Linked DNA regions of Mus musculus: all the other regions are linked to region 2. The links are chromatin contacts, called in public HiChIP or PLAC-seq and promoter capture Hi-C maps. All regions are on one chromosome and are shown on one strand. Each heading gives the region's core, a stretch centred on a gene start, on an enhancer-like site or on the middle of the called end of the contact. The rest is flanking DNA. Distances are from core to core; before and after follow the strand shown.

What was found. Promoter capture Hi-C pulls out the DNA fragments that hold promoters and counts their contacts. HiChIP or PLAC-seq counts read pairs in DNA pulled down with a chosen protein or histone mark.
Region 1: a contact with region 2 is called in a promoter capture Hi-C map of hippocampal neurons, with 5 times the contacts expected there. The contact joins the enhancer-like site here to the promoter of Stxbp4 in region 2. A contact is called at or near these places in 6 of 39 promoter capture datasets (embryonic stem cells, hippocampal neurons, liver and 3 more), 2 of 484 Hi-C or Micro-C datasets (both in the G1E-ER4 cell line), 5 of 115 datasets of contacts at active chromatin or transcription factors (astrocytes, embryonic limb bud, large pre-B cells and 2 more) and 1 of 9 other capture datasets (liver).
Region 3: an H3K27ac HiChIP or PLAC-seq map of large pre-B cells shows a contact between it and region 2, with 10 times the contacts expected there. The contact joins the promoter of Nog here to the promoter of Stxbp4 in region 2. A contact is called at or near these places in 1 of 39 promoter capture datasets (embryonic stem cells), 3 of 115 datasets of contacts at active chromatin or transcription factors (astrocytes, embryonic midbrain and large pre-B cells) and 1 of 9 other capture datasets (adipose tissue).
Region 4: an H3K27ac HiChIP or PLAC-seq map of extraembryonic endoderm stem cells shows a contact between it and region 2, with 8 times the contacts expected there. The contact joins the enhancer-like site here to the promoter of Stxbp4 in region 2. A contact is called at or near these places in 2 of 39 promoter capture datasets (embryonic stem cells and hippocampal neurons) and 3 of 115 datasets of contacts at active chromatin or transcription factors (embryonic forebrain, extraembryonic endoderm stem cells and large pre-B cells).

The regions. Positions count from the first base shown.
Region 1 is chr11:89,099,342-89,102,553 of GRCm38.p6, reverse strand. No RefSeq gene overlaps it. Among named protein-coding and RNA genes, the nearest start is that of Gm38759, 20 kb to the left of the region's middle. Within about 2 kb of position 1,338, at least 142 of the 459 cell types and tissues checked have an H3K27ac peak or open chromatin away from gene starts, as enhancers often do. A contact at or near this core is called in the G1E-ER4 cell line, hippocampal neurons, liver and 3 more, where this site is marked.
Region 2 is chr11:90,636,303-90,639,519 of GRCm38.p6, reverse strand. It overlaps Stxbp4 (syntaxin binding protein 4), which reads left to right and starts at 1,412. Exons shown (of 18, transcript NM_011505.2): 1 at 1,412-1,487. It overlaps Cox11 (cytochrome c oxidase assembly protein 11, copper chaperone), which reads right to left and starts at 1,336. Exons shown (of 4, transcript NM_199008.2): 1 at 968-1,336. The coding sequence starts at 1,330.
Region 3 is chr11:89,301,063-89,304,396 of GRCm38.p6, reverse strand. Nog (noggin) reads left to right here and starts at 1,838. Exons shown (of 1, transcript NM_008711.2): 1 at 1,838-3,334. The coding sequence starts at 2,377. The coding sequence ends at 3,075.
Region 4 is chr11:89,151,875-89,155,165 of GRCm38.p6, reverse strand. No RefSeq gene overlaps it. Among named protein-coding and RNA genes, the nearest start is that of Gm38759, 32 kb to the right of the region's middle. Within about 2 kb of position 1,530, at least 9 of the 459 cell types and tissues checked have an H3K27ac peak or open chromatin away from gene starts, as enhancers often do. A contact at or near this core is called in extraembryonic endoderm stem cells, where this site is marked.

The sequences.
Region 1 (3,212 bases), core at 89-2,588, 1.5 Mb after region 2:
CATTCAGAAATGGCAGCAAAGACTGCAGATTCTATGTCCAGTGTCTCTGAAGACCCAGCCCCTGTGGCCATCTTTTCAGGTCAGGCCTGAATCCCAGCTCTGACTCATCCTTTCTCTCCAGAGAGCTGCAGCCATCACCCTAGCCTTAGAAGCTTAGTCTTGGTAGGGAGAGCACGGAAAGGTTCATAGGATTTCCAGCCACACACGTGAGCATGTGTTCCATGCAGTGTATAGAATGCAGGTGCAGCAGAGCTGTCCCAGAAGGGAGAGACCTGCCACATGATGAGAGGCCAGGTCTGCAGCCCTGCCTGGTGCTTGCCAGATTCTAGAACTGGAGGTCTACTAGTTACCCCAACACACACCCAGGCTCCACCCGCCAGTCTATAAAGTGATCATGATGGGAAGATGGAATCCTTGGCCGGATCTCCTGGTATCCGTGTGAAATAAGAGAAAGCAGAGAGAGTCCAGTTGATGTGGAATTCACTCGGTATGCATTGGCCAATAGTTGCAGTAGAGGAATTAAGGCTATTGTTCTTTAATCTTTTCATCTATATTTCTATTATCATTATTGTTGTGGTTGTTGTTATTCCCTACTGCCGATGAAAATGTATCAGGCATCGTACCTGAGATACAAAGAAGAATGTGGCAGGGCTGGAGAGATGGCTCAGTGGTTAAAGGGCACTGACTGCTCTTCCAGAGGTCCTGAGTTCAATTCCCAAGCAACCACATGGTGGCTCACAGCCATTTGTAATGGGGCCCAATGCATTCTTCTGGTGTGTGTCTGAAGACAGCTACAGTGTAGTCATATAAATAAAAATAAGTAAATCTTTAAAAAAAAGAGAATGGGGCAGCCTAGCCAGTCTTCGGGTGCTCACTGTATGTGATTCAAGTTCAGAGAAAGTTCATCATTAACCCAATGGCAGGCAGGTGGAATTCTTAAAGAACTAGAAAAGATGTGATGGAGGATGACAAAGAAGCCGAGGCAAGGAGACGGCTTATCCCTGTCCCACCTGGCCAGCCAGCGGTTGGACTCGAGGATAAAAATCAACACAGCCCAGATTCTGCGTATGTTCCAAGCTCCGGCCCTGAAGTCTTATTTCCAGAGGCCATTCTTGACAAAGGGATAACTAATTGCCAAAACGAAACCAGATCAAAGTGGATAGTTTTCTTTTTATGCCCAGTGATTTGTCTAGTTAGCCAGACTGGGGATAAAACCGAATGTGTCACTGTACGGAGATACCAGAAAGTGAAAGGCGAGGGAAGCTCGCTCGAGGCAGGACTTCTTATCCGCCCCGCCGCCCCTTCCAAGAGTCTCCTCGGGTGGAATCCTGTAGTCTGTCTCCTGGGAGCGGTTCGCTCTCCAGAAAATATGACACTATTTCCTGCCCTTGTTTGTTAACACACCCCGTCACCATCCGCCTCGGTTTCATGTAACTGCCAAGCGGTATTAACACCCTCCTCCTCGCTGAGGCAGAAAATAGAAAAGGAAGAATTCAACAGACACCCCCTTCCCCCGTGTCATCCTCAGAGGCACCAAGATAACCAGGCCAGAAACCACAATTGGAGCTATGCTCCCTCCGCCCAGGCACGCTAAAGACAGCCAGTTTAACCACCTTCTGCATTTTCCTTCAAAGAGAAAGTGTGTTATTTAGGCTATTTAGACTCTCTTCCTTGCAACAGAGAAATTTTTTCTGTTGTTGTTGTTGTTGCTGCTGCTGCTGCTGCTGCTGCTGCAGTGGTGGTGATTTTTTGTTTTGTTTGTTTGTTTTGTTTTGTCCAAATACAAAGCAAGAGGGGGAACTGTCAGCAGGAGTCTGCAACAATCAGGTGAGCCGCCCGCTGGCGCCTGCAGCGGAGACACACTGACCCCTAGTGGCCAGCCGAGCCCTTACAGTCCTGGGCCCACCCTTGCTCAGTAAACTAGCCCTTGTCACAGGCAATCCCCGAGTGCGCCTTGAGTGGGTGTGGCCCGTGCTGTGTCTCCACCACCTGACCCAGCATACTTATGCACACGTGCACTCACACACTCCTTTTCCCTTTTTCCTTCTGAACAATAGAAGCAATTTTCCCTCCTTTAGACCATTCCAGAGAACAATTTCCTAGGTACCTTAGGAGTGGCTCCTAGGCTCAGCAGGTTTCTAAATTCTGGGGGAGTTCATAAGAAAGGTAAGTGTGAGTCGGGCGTGGTGGCGCATGCCTTTAATCCCAGCACTTGGGAGGCAGAGGCAGGTGGATTTCTGAGTTCGAGGCCAGCCTGGTCTACAAAGTGAGTGCCAGGACAGCCAGGGCTATACAGAGCAACCCTGTCTCAAAAAGACCAAGAAAAGAAAAGAAAAGAAAAGAAAAGAAAAGAAAAGAAAAGAAAAGAAAAGAAAAGAAAAGAAAAGAAAAGAAAAGAAAAGAAAAGAAAAGAAAAGAAAAGAAAAGAAAAGAAAAGAAAAGAAAAGAAAAGAAAAGAAAAGAAAAGAAAAGATAAATGTGTGTCGTCCCCCCCCACCCTCACCCCACCCCACCCCCATATAACCCGGGGCTGGGGAGATGGTTCAGTGAATAAGAGCACTTCCTGCTCAGGTATGAGGATCTGAGTTCCAATCTCTTAGCACCCATGTGAAAACCAGAAAGAGTGCTGAAGTGATTAAAGCACTGGCCGTCCAAACATTGAGTTTTGATAAGGTAGAACCCACGGAAACGCCAGGTGGGTACCCCACCCCACCCCCTGTTACCGGTGACCTCCAGAGGGAGCTGGCTAGCCTGTGGGTGAGCTCTGAGTTCAAGTGAGAAATCCTGCCTCCATTAATATAGTGGAGAGTCTCTAAGGACGTTTCTCAGGCTTCCACACATGCAAACACCCATGTACACACACATGTATACATGAAAAAGATAATTTAAAAAAAAAAAGGATCCAGGTGCGCCTGTAAACCCAGCATTAGTGGGAGGGTGGTGGGGAACCACAGGTATACATACACACACATATACACACACTTTTTAAATTATCCATGTGCCATCTATACGGAGTTAGAACTATACCACCATTTCACAGATGAGCAAACTGAGACCTAGAAAGGCTTAATAATTAAGGGAGGATGTGTCCAGCAGTAAACCCAGGTAGCCTATCTCTCAGCCACTGCACTTGCCTCTATGGTTTGTGGGTAGATACCAACAAAGAAGAGATCGTGGCAGGGTGTGGCAGGGCTCTAGATTCCCAAGCTCTT
Region 2 (3,217 bases), core at 163-2,662:
CTTTTTCAATTTCTCTCAATATTGTCAAATTAAACTTTAATCCTAAAAGAGAAATCATAAATTTGACCTTAGTTAACAGGTAAGGATATGATTCTGTTTCAGAGACTCAGTTTTAAGATGAACTATTTTTTTTTTCATAAAGGATTTAAATCCGCTGAAGAAAAAGCAAGTTAAGTGTTCCGTCTTTCAATAACAAAACAATTCCTTATATATTCTAGGGACATGTTATTGAAGTTTCTCAAGTTTGGTGTTTAAACTAAAAGGTAGAAAACAGAAAAATAATGTCCTGGGCTCAAGCCTATATTACTGAGTCTGTCACAGTTTTCCTGGGTTACATTTTAATTTGCTCATGAAGAGGGACCATTCTATGGCTTCCCTTATTTATTTATTTCCTTCTCTAAAACTCGTTGATTCCACAAGTAACAGGGCATTCTTTTGGAAATATCGGTGCTTAACGTGGAACTTGATTTTAGGGTTTTTTTCCTTTTTTTTTTTTTTTAAACCTCAGGCTAACCCAGCCTAGCCTGATGATGCTAAACTAGCCTAGGCTGATGATGCTAACCTAGAATGAGGAAAGCTTGAACACAGGAGTGTCAATTCCATTTCTGTGGGTCTCGGCACCACTGTATACTATTAGCATTTTAGGTTGGACAACTATCTGGGGCAGGGGAGGTGTCCTGTGAACCTCCAGGTATGCGACAGCCGCTCTAACTCACCAAGTGTCAGCGGTACCTTCTCCCCGCGCTTCACAGAATGGCTGTGCTGATAGCCCTTTGAAGGGTGGCACCAGCTCCATCATTACCGGAACCGGCTTCCACTTGCAAGGTTTTTTAGTGACCTTGGGCACGTCCTTCCCGGTCTGGATCCGAGGCGACGCCCCCCTCCCCCCTCCGGCGGGTGACCTCGGCCTCCCCGGCAGGGGGATGGCTCAGGTGGGATCCGTGCCGCGCTTCGTCCCCTCCCTTACCTGGCAGTAGAGCCGATAGAGGGGCACCGCGGCGTAGGAGGCCCCCAGCATGCCCACGGCGGCCGCGGCCACGTAGGTGAGCACCGTCTTGTTCCGCCGCCGCCACTCGTCCTCCTGCGCGCGCTGGAAAGGGTTGCTGCTCCTCGGCCGCCGTGGCGGCTGCGTCGCGGGCCCCCGGACCCCGCACGGGCGCTTCCATGTCCCGAGGCGTCTCAGACCCCGCTCCGCGCCTCCGAGCCCATCCCACCCGGGCCTAAGCACCAGCTCTGCGTTCACCACAGTCCGCCCTGACCACCCGGGCTGCCTCCAGCCCCGGCCACACGAAGCCACCAACCTCCATCCCGGACACCAGAGCCCTCCCATAACCCCCCGGAAAGAATGCCCGCCTGGCGGGGCCGCTGGCGAGATCTCGCGAGACCTCGCGAGTCTCGCGGTACCCGGCTTGAGCCTCCGCTGCTGCCTTGACTACCAGATTCCACAGTTAGCAGTGGCGCTACGGAGGCCGGGTGGCCCGAAGAGGGTAAGTTCGCGTTTTCTTGCTAAGTGACTGTGCCTCGCACTTTTGTTTCCTTGGGATGCTTCTTTAGTTTACTTTGCAGAAAATGCATTTGGGCCTTCGGCGTGCAAGCTCCTCACTGGGGCTTGTATCCCCATCTCCCCAAACTTCGCCAGCCTTTGTCTCGACCTAGCGGCCCCCAGCGGCAGCTCTGCCGCGGGGCTCTCACTTGGGGTTCGCTCAGCCCCGTTGCTTTCCGCCGCTGACTGAGCGCAGGCAAACCAACGTCCCTCTTTCTGGAACACTTAGTATGAGAACCGCCTTTCTCTCCAACACCCCGACCTGTGCATCTTCTCAGCCCCATGGGCAGATGTCTCCCACTGCGCTCATCACCCCTCTGCTGTTTACCCAGCAAAACCATTAGGTCAGACAGCCGCCGAAAAAACCAAGTTTGTTCAGAATAGAGGGACCAGGACAGGAGGGCCTTTAAAGGAGGGACTGAAGGAATAAAGACGTGCATCTTGCAGGCACAGACCCCTGGGAAATACGCTAAAGCTTTCTTCAGTTCTCTAAATGTTCCACAAACAAGGACCAATAAATATTAAATAGCACTGAGAGCAGATTCGGAGGTTAAGCATCAATGAATTTACACAAGTCTTGTCCTTGCATAAGTTTAATTTTAATATGACTTCTCCGTAACCTGATGGCCCTATTTCGTGAATGGAAATCACAGTAATTCAAGGAGGGTAAGAATATAATATGATTTTTGCCATTGCTTGAAGCATAGTAAGAATTTTATAAAAGTTAGGTCATTTCTTTTTCAAAATAATGGTTTGGTTTTATTAATTCTTTGAGGGTATTTTACTCTGTATTTGGGTCATATTCATCCCCTACTCCAGGCTCCTCCCAAAACTACCCCCCCCCCCACATTATTATTATCCAGAGTCCAGGCTGAAGGCGAACTAACTCATTGATGTGTTAGTCTGTGAGTGTGATCGGTGTGATCAATTGCACCATTAAAGAAAACTGACTTTCCTTCTTCCAGAAGCTGTAAGAAGCCAATAGCTCTCTCGTGCCCACCTTTCCACCTCCATAAGCTAGAGCTTATTTCTGATGGCCTCTGTGGGTCTAACTATCCCCACATTGTGGATTGGAACCGAAAACTGGAAGAGCTATCAGTCAATCAGCACGTATTCCTTGACTCTCACTGAGCCATACACCTTTTTAGTTTGCTGGGGACATTCCAAACTAAGTCAGGCACAATCACTTTTGTTATTGACTGCAGCCTCTACTGAAGGACTCAGAAAATAAATGTAAAATAAAGGAATTTCAACTAACAGTGTCTGCTATGAAACTAGCTGATGATGGCATGAAGTCATTGAGAGTGACAATGAGGAGGGTAAAAGAAGGTCTAAAGAGGTAAAAGAAGGTCTTCCTGGGGGTGACATTTGAGCCTACTCCCAAACTGTGAAAGAGCTACCCACGAGACAAAAATCTCACATCGTACACAAGTCCAGAGACAGAAATAAGTTGGATAGGATTGAATATCAACAAAGACAAACAACAACAAAAAAAACCAGGGTCCGTGTGGAGCGTGCAGAGCGAGCAGAGTTAACAGTGAAAGGAAATGGGGTCACAGCAGGTACAGACACCTGATACTACAGAGCTATTTCAGCCATGGCTAAGGGACAAAATGGGAGTGATCGGATATGATTTGATTCACACTGCAGGAAGAACATGATGTAAGTCACACG
Region 3 (3,334 bases), core at 589-3,088, 1.3 Mb after region 2:
TTAGGGGACTAGAAGGAAAACTAGACCTTCTAGTTTTGTTTGACCTTCTAGTTTTGTTTGACCAAACACACTAGACCTTCTAGTGTGTTTGAGGCTGTGACACTGGGAATGCCTAACTCCCACTCCTGGTGAATTCCAGGACATTCACTCCAGATATCTCTCCTCCACCCCTATCCAGATGGGATCACGTCACCATCATAAAGGACTCTGAGCTCGGTCTTGACCCAGCTCTTCCTCCAAAGGAAAACAGTTCCCATTTCTCATCAAAGGGTTTATTCCTTCTTTTCAATAAGCAGTGTCCCTTTGCTGGGCTGAATTTGGATTAGTGACCTAACTCAGTTGTTAGAACTATAAGATGGTTGGGGGGGGGGGGGAACTTAGGTCACTAATCCAAAAACTAAAGTTTAGAGTGCCACCCAAGCGACTTACCCAAGGTCTACATAGATGTGCCAGAGTGGACAGCATCCAGAACTAGGGTACCTTATTTCTAGTATACATTTCCTTTTCTAGTCACCACTCTCTGCCCACTGAGGCTGTTTGCCCCAGCCAGATGATGCAAACCTGTGTACTTGTGAAATCGAAGTACCTTGGAGGAAAATCTCAGGATCTTTGTTTACACTAAGTCTGGAGATCTATGAGAAAGCATTCAAAAGCATAAAGTGCCTGTCAGTGTGTAAATATGGCACAGATGCGCACACACACACACACACACACACACCAGCCAGAACTAAATGCAGGGATCACAAAGGGCCAGCAGAGGGCGCGCCGCCCCCAGGGAGGTGAGAGCTAGTTGTACCAAGCAGCGAAGATTAGGAGAGCCACAGGCTAGGAGGATGTACCTCTATCTCCCCGCCACTCACCCGGTAGGACTAGGCGAAGGAGGAGGGTGAGAAGACCCCCGACTCCCCGCTTCGTGGATCTGAGGGGCAGAGAAGGGGTGCTACCTAGAAATTACATCACGCTGCGCAACGCTGCGGCTCTTGGTGTGTGTGTGTGTGTGTGTGTGTGTGTGTGTGTGTGTGTGTGTGTGTGTGTGTGTGTGTGTTGGGGGGAGGGGACTTACCCCAAGCCCGAGAGAGAGAGAGAGAGAGAGAGAGAGAGAGAGAGAGAGAGAGAGAGAGAGAGAGAGAGAGAGAGTGTAAAAAAGACACGCACCCGGGAAAATGCTCCATGCACATGGAGAAATTTCTTGCTAGGAACTGCACTGGAAACCGGGCCCCCGGCATCTCCCTGCTGCTCCCCTCCCGGTACAAATCACTCAGCTAGTGAGAGTCCCCCAGCCCCACCTCGACAACCCCACACCCCTCAACTCCAGCCCTGCACCCTCCAGCCTGGCTCCAGCGCCGCCACGAGCTTTCCCCGGGACTGGCCCTGGCGGGGCGCCTAGAGCCCCATTGCATTGCTCCAGGAGAAAGGAGGGGGGCGGTGCATTTTGTAGGAGGAGGAGAACCGGGGCGGGGGTTGGGGGGGGGAGAGAAAATTGCGCGGAGACCTGCCAAGCGCCACCGCCGCCGCCGCCACCGCCGCTGCCGCGCCGCCGCCGCCTGTGAGCTCCGGCGGGCAGCCTGACTGTCGGCTTCCCGGGGCATCTGGGTCCGGCGGGGCACAGTCCTGGGCGCTGCCGGAGCCGCCGCCGCCGCCGCCGCCGCGGCGACCAGTGCAGTCGCTTTCCCCCCGAGCCCGTGCGTCTCCGGCTCCTCGCGGGTGGAGGAGTTGGGGGTGGGGTTGTTGTTTGGGGGGAAGAAGGGGGAGGGGGCAACGCGGAGAGAGAGTCAGTGGTTTCCATGGTGATGGAGCTGAAAGTGCAGGAAATTTAAAGGCTTGGACCCTGCGAGACAGACAAACCGGTGCCAACGTGCGCGGACGCCGCCGCCGCCACCGCCGCCACCGCCGCTGGAGTCCGCCGGGCAGAGCCGGCTGCGCTGCCCGGAGCAGGCAGAGAGAAGTGGCCCAGGACCCGCTCTACCGGAGGCTCCGCACAGAGAAACAAGACGCCGAGCGACCGGAGGAGGAGGAGGGAAAAGGCTCGTCCACGCGCCCTGCGCCGCCGGCAGCCCGGGAGAACAGCGAGGAGCCGGCGCCCCCAGCGCCCCACGGTCGCGCTGGAGTAATCTCGGATGCCCGACCGCGGCCGCCTTCCCAAGTAGAGCGGCGGGGGGGAATTGCGACCAACTCGTGCGCGTCTTCTGCGCCGCGGCGGGAGCCGGCGCTGCGCGAACGGCTCTCCTCGCGGCTCATGCTGCCTGCCCTGCGCCTGCTCAGCCTCGGGTGAGCCACCTCCGGAGGGACCGGGGAGCACGGCAGCGCCGCGGACTCGGCGTGCTCTCCTCCGGGGACGCGGGACGAAGAGGCAGCCCCGGGGCGCGCGCGGGAGGCATGGAGCGCTGCCCCAGCCTGGGGGTCACCCTCTACGCCCTGGTGGTGGTCCTGGGGCTGCGGGCAGCACCAGCCGGCGGCCAGCACTATCTACACATCCGCCCAGCACCCAGCGACAACCTGCCCCTGGTGGACCTCATCGAACATCCAGACCCTATCTTTGACCCTAAGGAGAAGGATCTGAACGAGACGCTGCTGCGCTCGCTGCTCGGGGGCCACTACGACCCGGGCTTTATGGCTACTTCGCCCCCTGAGGACCGACCCGGAGGGGGCGGGGGACCGGCTGGAGGTGCCGAGGACCTGGCGGAGCTGGACCAGCTGCTGCGGCAGCGGCCGTCGGGGGCCATGCCGAGCGAGATCAAAGGGCTGGAGTTCTCCGAGGGCTTGGCCCAAGGCAAGAAACAGCGCCTGAGCAAGAAGCTGAGGAGGAAGTTACAGATGTGGCTGTGGTCACAGACCTTCTGCCCGGTGCTGTACGCGTGGAATGACCTAGGCAGCCGCTTTTGGCCACGCTACGTGAAGGTGGGCAGCTGCTTCAGCAAGCGCTCCTGCTCTGTGCCCGAGGGCATGGTGTGTAAGCCATCCAAGTCTGTGCACCTCACGGTGCTGCGGTGGCGCTGTCAGCGGCGCGGGGGTCAGCGCTGCGGCTGGATTCCCATCCAGTACCCCATCATTTCCGAGTGTAAGTGTTCCTGCTAGAACTCGGGGGGGCCCCCTGCCCGCGCCCAGACACTTGATGGATCCCCACCAACGCCCCCCCTACCCCCACCACCTCCAACCAGTTTCACCACCCTCTAGCGAGGGTTTTCAATGAACTTTTTTTCTTCTTGGCTACAGAGACCTGGCTTTCTGGTTCCTGTAATGCACTGTTTAACTGTGTAGGAATGTATATGTGTGTGTATATACGGTCCCAGTTTTAATTTACTTATTAAAAGGTCAGTATTATACGTCAAAAGTT
Region 4 (3,291 bases), core at 281-2,780, 1.5 Mb after region 2:
CACTCCCAACAATGCCACAAGCTTGGGAATGAGTCTTTTAGCACAGGAGCCTCAGGGAGACATCCCAAAATCAAAGCCATGACATTCCACCATGACTCCCAACGCAAAAGTGCCTTCTGTCTACATAAGATGCATTTTATAAACCCACTATGAGTTTCTTTCCACGTGAAGGATCATTCTTATCCTACGCATCTAACCAAGGGGGGGGGGGGGGGGGCGGGGTCCCTGAAAGTTTGACTCCATGCTTAACAGCAAACTTTACCTCACGCTTAAACAATAACAAAGAATACATTGACTCCATCTCCTCCAGAGATGGGTTTTCTTTTCATCCTTACTCCAAAGAACAGGATTAGGAAACTGCTAGGAGGTACTGGACCAGAGCAAGTCTGAAACCCATGAGGGCCAATATGCCGTCCTATAGCTCCAAGTCTGGCATACACAATCCCAGAGCACTTAGTGGCAAGATGATAGAAACCCGTTCAAGAGGTTAGAAATGTCCTGCTTTTACGAACTTGTCAAGTTCGGTCCACATAGCTAATTGAGGGGAATGGGAGAGGAAGCTATTTCTGCCTATGGCCTTCAGCAGATATTCCGTGTTCCTGGCATGTCTTACTATCTGGAACCTCCTCTTTGTCTCCACTGTCACCTTTCCATGAGCCTCTCAGAGGCTGTCTGCCTGTGTGGATTCGAACCCTGCCACACAATGCCTGGTTTCCCAAACTTCCTTTGGAAATCTTGACGGAAGCCTCCATGACCCCATAACACGTCCCTTCCGTATGGACGCAAACCCATCATCCTGTGGCTGTCACAAAAAGGTCTCCTTCCACCAGCAGGCTCAGCAGCTGAGTCTTGTTGAGTGGTGGCTATGTGGCCTTGGAGTCCCTAGGCAGCTGAACACAAGAATCCTGAAGAAACAATTGGCTAGGTGGAGCCCCAGGGCTCGCCTCTTCAAACAAAGGCTTTACAAATGGTTCACACTTTTACACTGATGGCTTTGGACATTGCCTTGGTCCCATCTTTCCTTTGGGGATAGGAATGTTTACGCTGGGTTATTGTGTCTCAGAAGTATGTGACTCTTTTTATTTTTACAGGAATCCCAGCTGTGGGCTGGCCTTGAGCCTCAGAAGACACTTTGGACTTAAACTTCTGAGCAGTACTTTGAGCTGTTGACTTTGGGGACTTGGAGATGGACCACACCCCTTCCCGGCTCTCTGGTCACTTTCTGGCCTCTAGAAGTTGAGCAGCCTCCTCCACCACCCATTCCCACCCCCACTGCCCTGCCTCACCAAAGGCAACAGGAGCCAGGTGACCCTAAACTGGAACCTCTGACCCCATGAGCTTAAACAAGTCCTCCTCCTTTTACCTTGTTTATTTTAAATATTGTGTTTCAATGAAGGAAAACTAATACCTGATTCCGGAGCACGTTTGTTTTAGCACCCCAGAGGTTCATCCCAGTCTTTGTCTGTCCTTCACACTCTGAAACTTGTGGCTCATCTCACAGCATACCTCATTGTGGCCTCGGTGCTGAGCCCCTCCACAATGGTGCATTGTTCCACTATCTGATAGCTGCTGACTCCGGGCAGTGTCCTCACAAGTAAGACTCCATAGGCCACGGACCAGCTCCATCCCAATTCCCAATTCCACCTTCCGTAACCCCAGCCTGTGCACAGTGCTTTCGGCTTGTTGGGGAGGAGGTAGTGTCCAGGTACTTGTTCCCTGGGGCCCCAGTCTCTAGAGACCTATGCTAGAACAGTGGGTTCTGTGTGCCTTGGCATTCCATGGCCAGACTCCAGCCATGCTCTGAGGTTGTTTCAGACACAGCTCTAAATGCCCTGGGCCCTGCCTCCCCAAAAGCCAGGAGCAAGTCCAGCCTGAGGCTCTATCGCCCTCATTTGGTAGTGGCTAGATGTGAAAAGAGAAACTGGCCACCAGCAGAAGCTGGAGTTAAGGCAGGTTATAATTTCCTGGGGGGGGGGGGGGAGCAGGGCATAGCAGCCATCCAGCTAAACGAGTCTGGATGCAGCTGGCCTTGTGATGTCATGGTTACCAGCCTGGACCACACACACAGCCTCAATGCCCCTTCATAGCTCTTCTCTCATCACTGCCAATCCCAGAAGACTATCCAACAACTTGGAGAATCAACCTTCTCCTTACTGGGTCAATAGTATCAAAAAAACCTACAGGCTCAGGCTAGCTCCCGTCTCCTTCTTGGTGTTTCACCTGATAGGAGCCGTGCTGGGGCCAGTCTGATTTCTTCTTGAGGCCGGGAGAAGTGTGAGGTTTTATGTTTAAACCATGGGGCATCAACTTGTTTCACACGCCAGGCCTAAATTTCAGGAAAGAAATGACCCCTGATTCATCAAAGTCCTGGGTGAAAGGTGCTGATTAGTAAATTCAGATTCAGAGAGAAGATACCAGCTCCCATACACCTGAAGGTCAAGGTCACAGACAAAGACATTCATGGTAGGAACTCCTAGCTTGGGGGAAGGGCAGCTGGGACCCATGAGTTTTCCCCCACAGAGCTTGTGAGGTGTATACACAGTGGTCTGTGTTATCTGTCACTACTGCTCATTTAGCTTAGCAATTGTGACCCAAATGTCTACCTCAGTGTTGTCATCTCCTAGATACCATTTCTGAGCTATTAGATGGAAGGAAGGGAGGGAGGAAGGGAGGAAGGGAGGGAGGGAGGGAGGGAGGGAGGAAGGAAGGAAGGAAGGAAGGAAGGAAGGAAGGAAGGAAGGAAGGAAGGAAGGAAGGAAGGAAAAACTGTGCTGTACTGAGCAGAATTAGAGATAGAACATTGCTCCAAAATTACAGCAAATGCATACTGAAACCCATGACTTTGAGAGGCACAGCCATTCCCTCACAAGGGCACAAACACCAAGTGGTGCTGAGATTCACTGGGCTGCCACCATCACTGCATGGTCTTCACCTGTCACCATCTTAGAAAAGAGTGAAAAATGGGGAGCACCCAACAAGACAGAGCAGAGACCTCAATCATTCAAGTTCAAATTACTTCCCAAAGATACTGCTCTCCACTGGCTCAGGCTATGGCTGCCAGGATTAATTAGAACTAAGGGGTTTGTTTTCCTCCTTCGCCCCTAACTCTTTGGAGAGGAGTGGGCTCAGAAAAGGAAAATAAAATCCATTCTAAAGAATTGTCTTTGGGGCCTGTGACATAGGTCAGCAGGTACAAGTGCTTGGTACCCAAAATTGATGACTTCAGTTCCATCCCTGGATTCCAAAACCTGTCCTCTGACCTACACATACACACACACACACACACACACA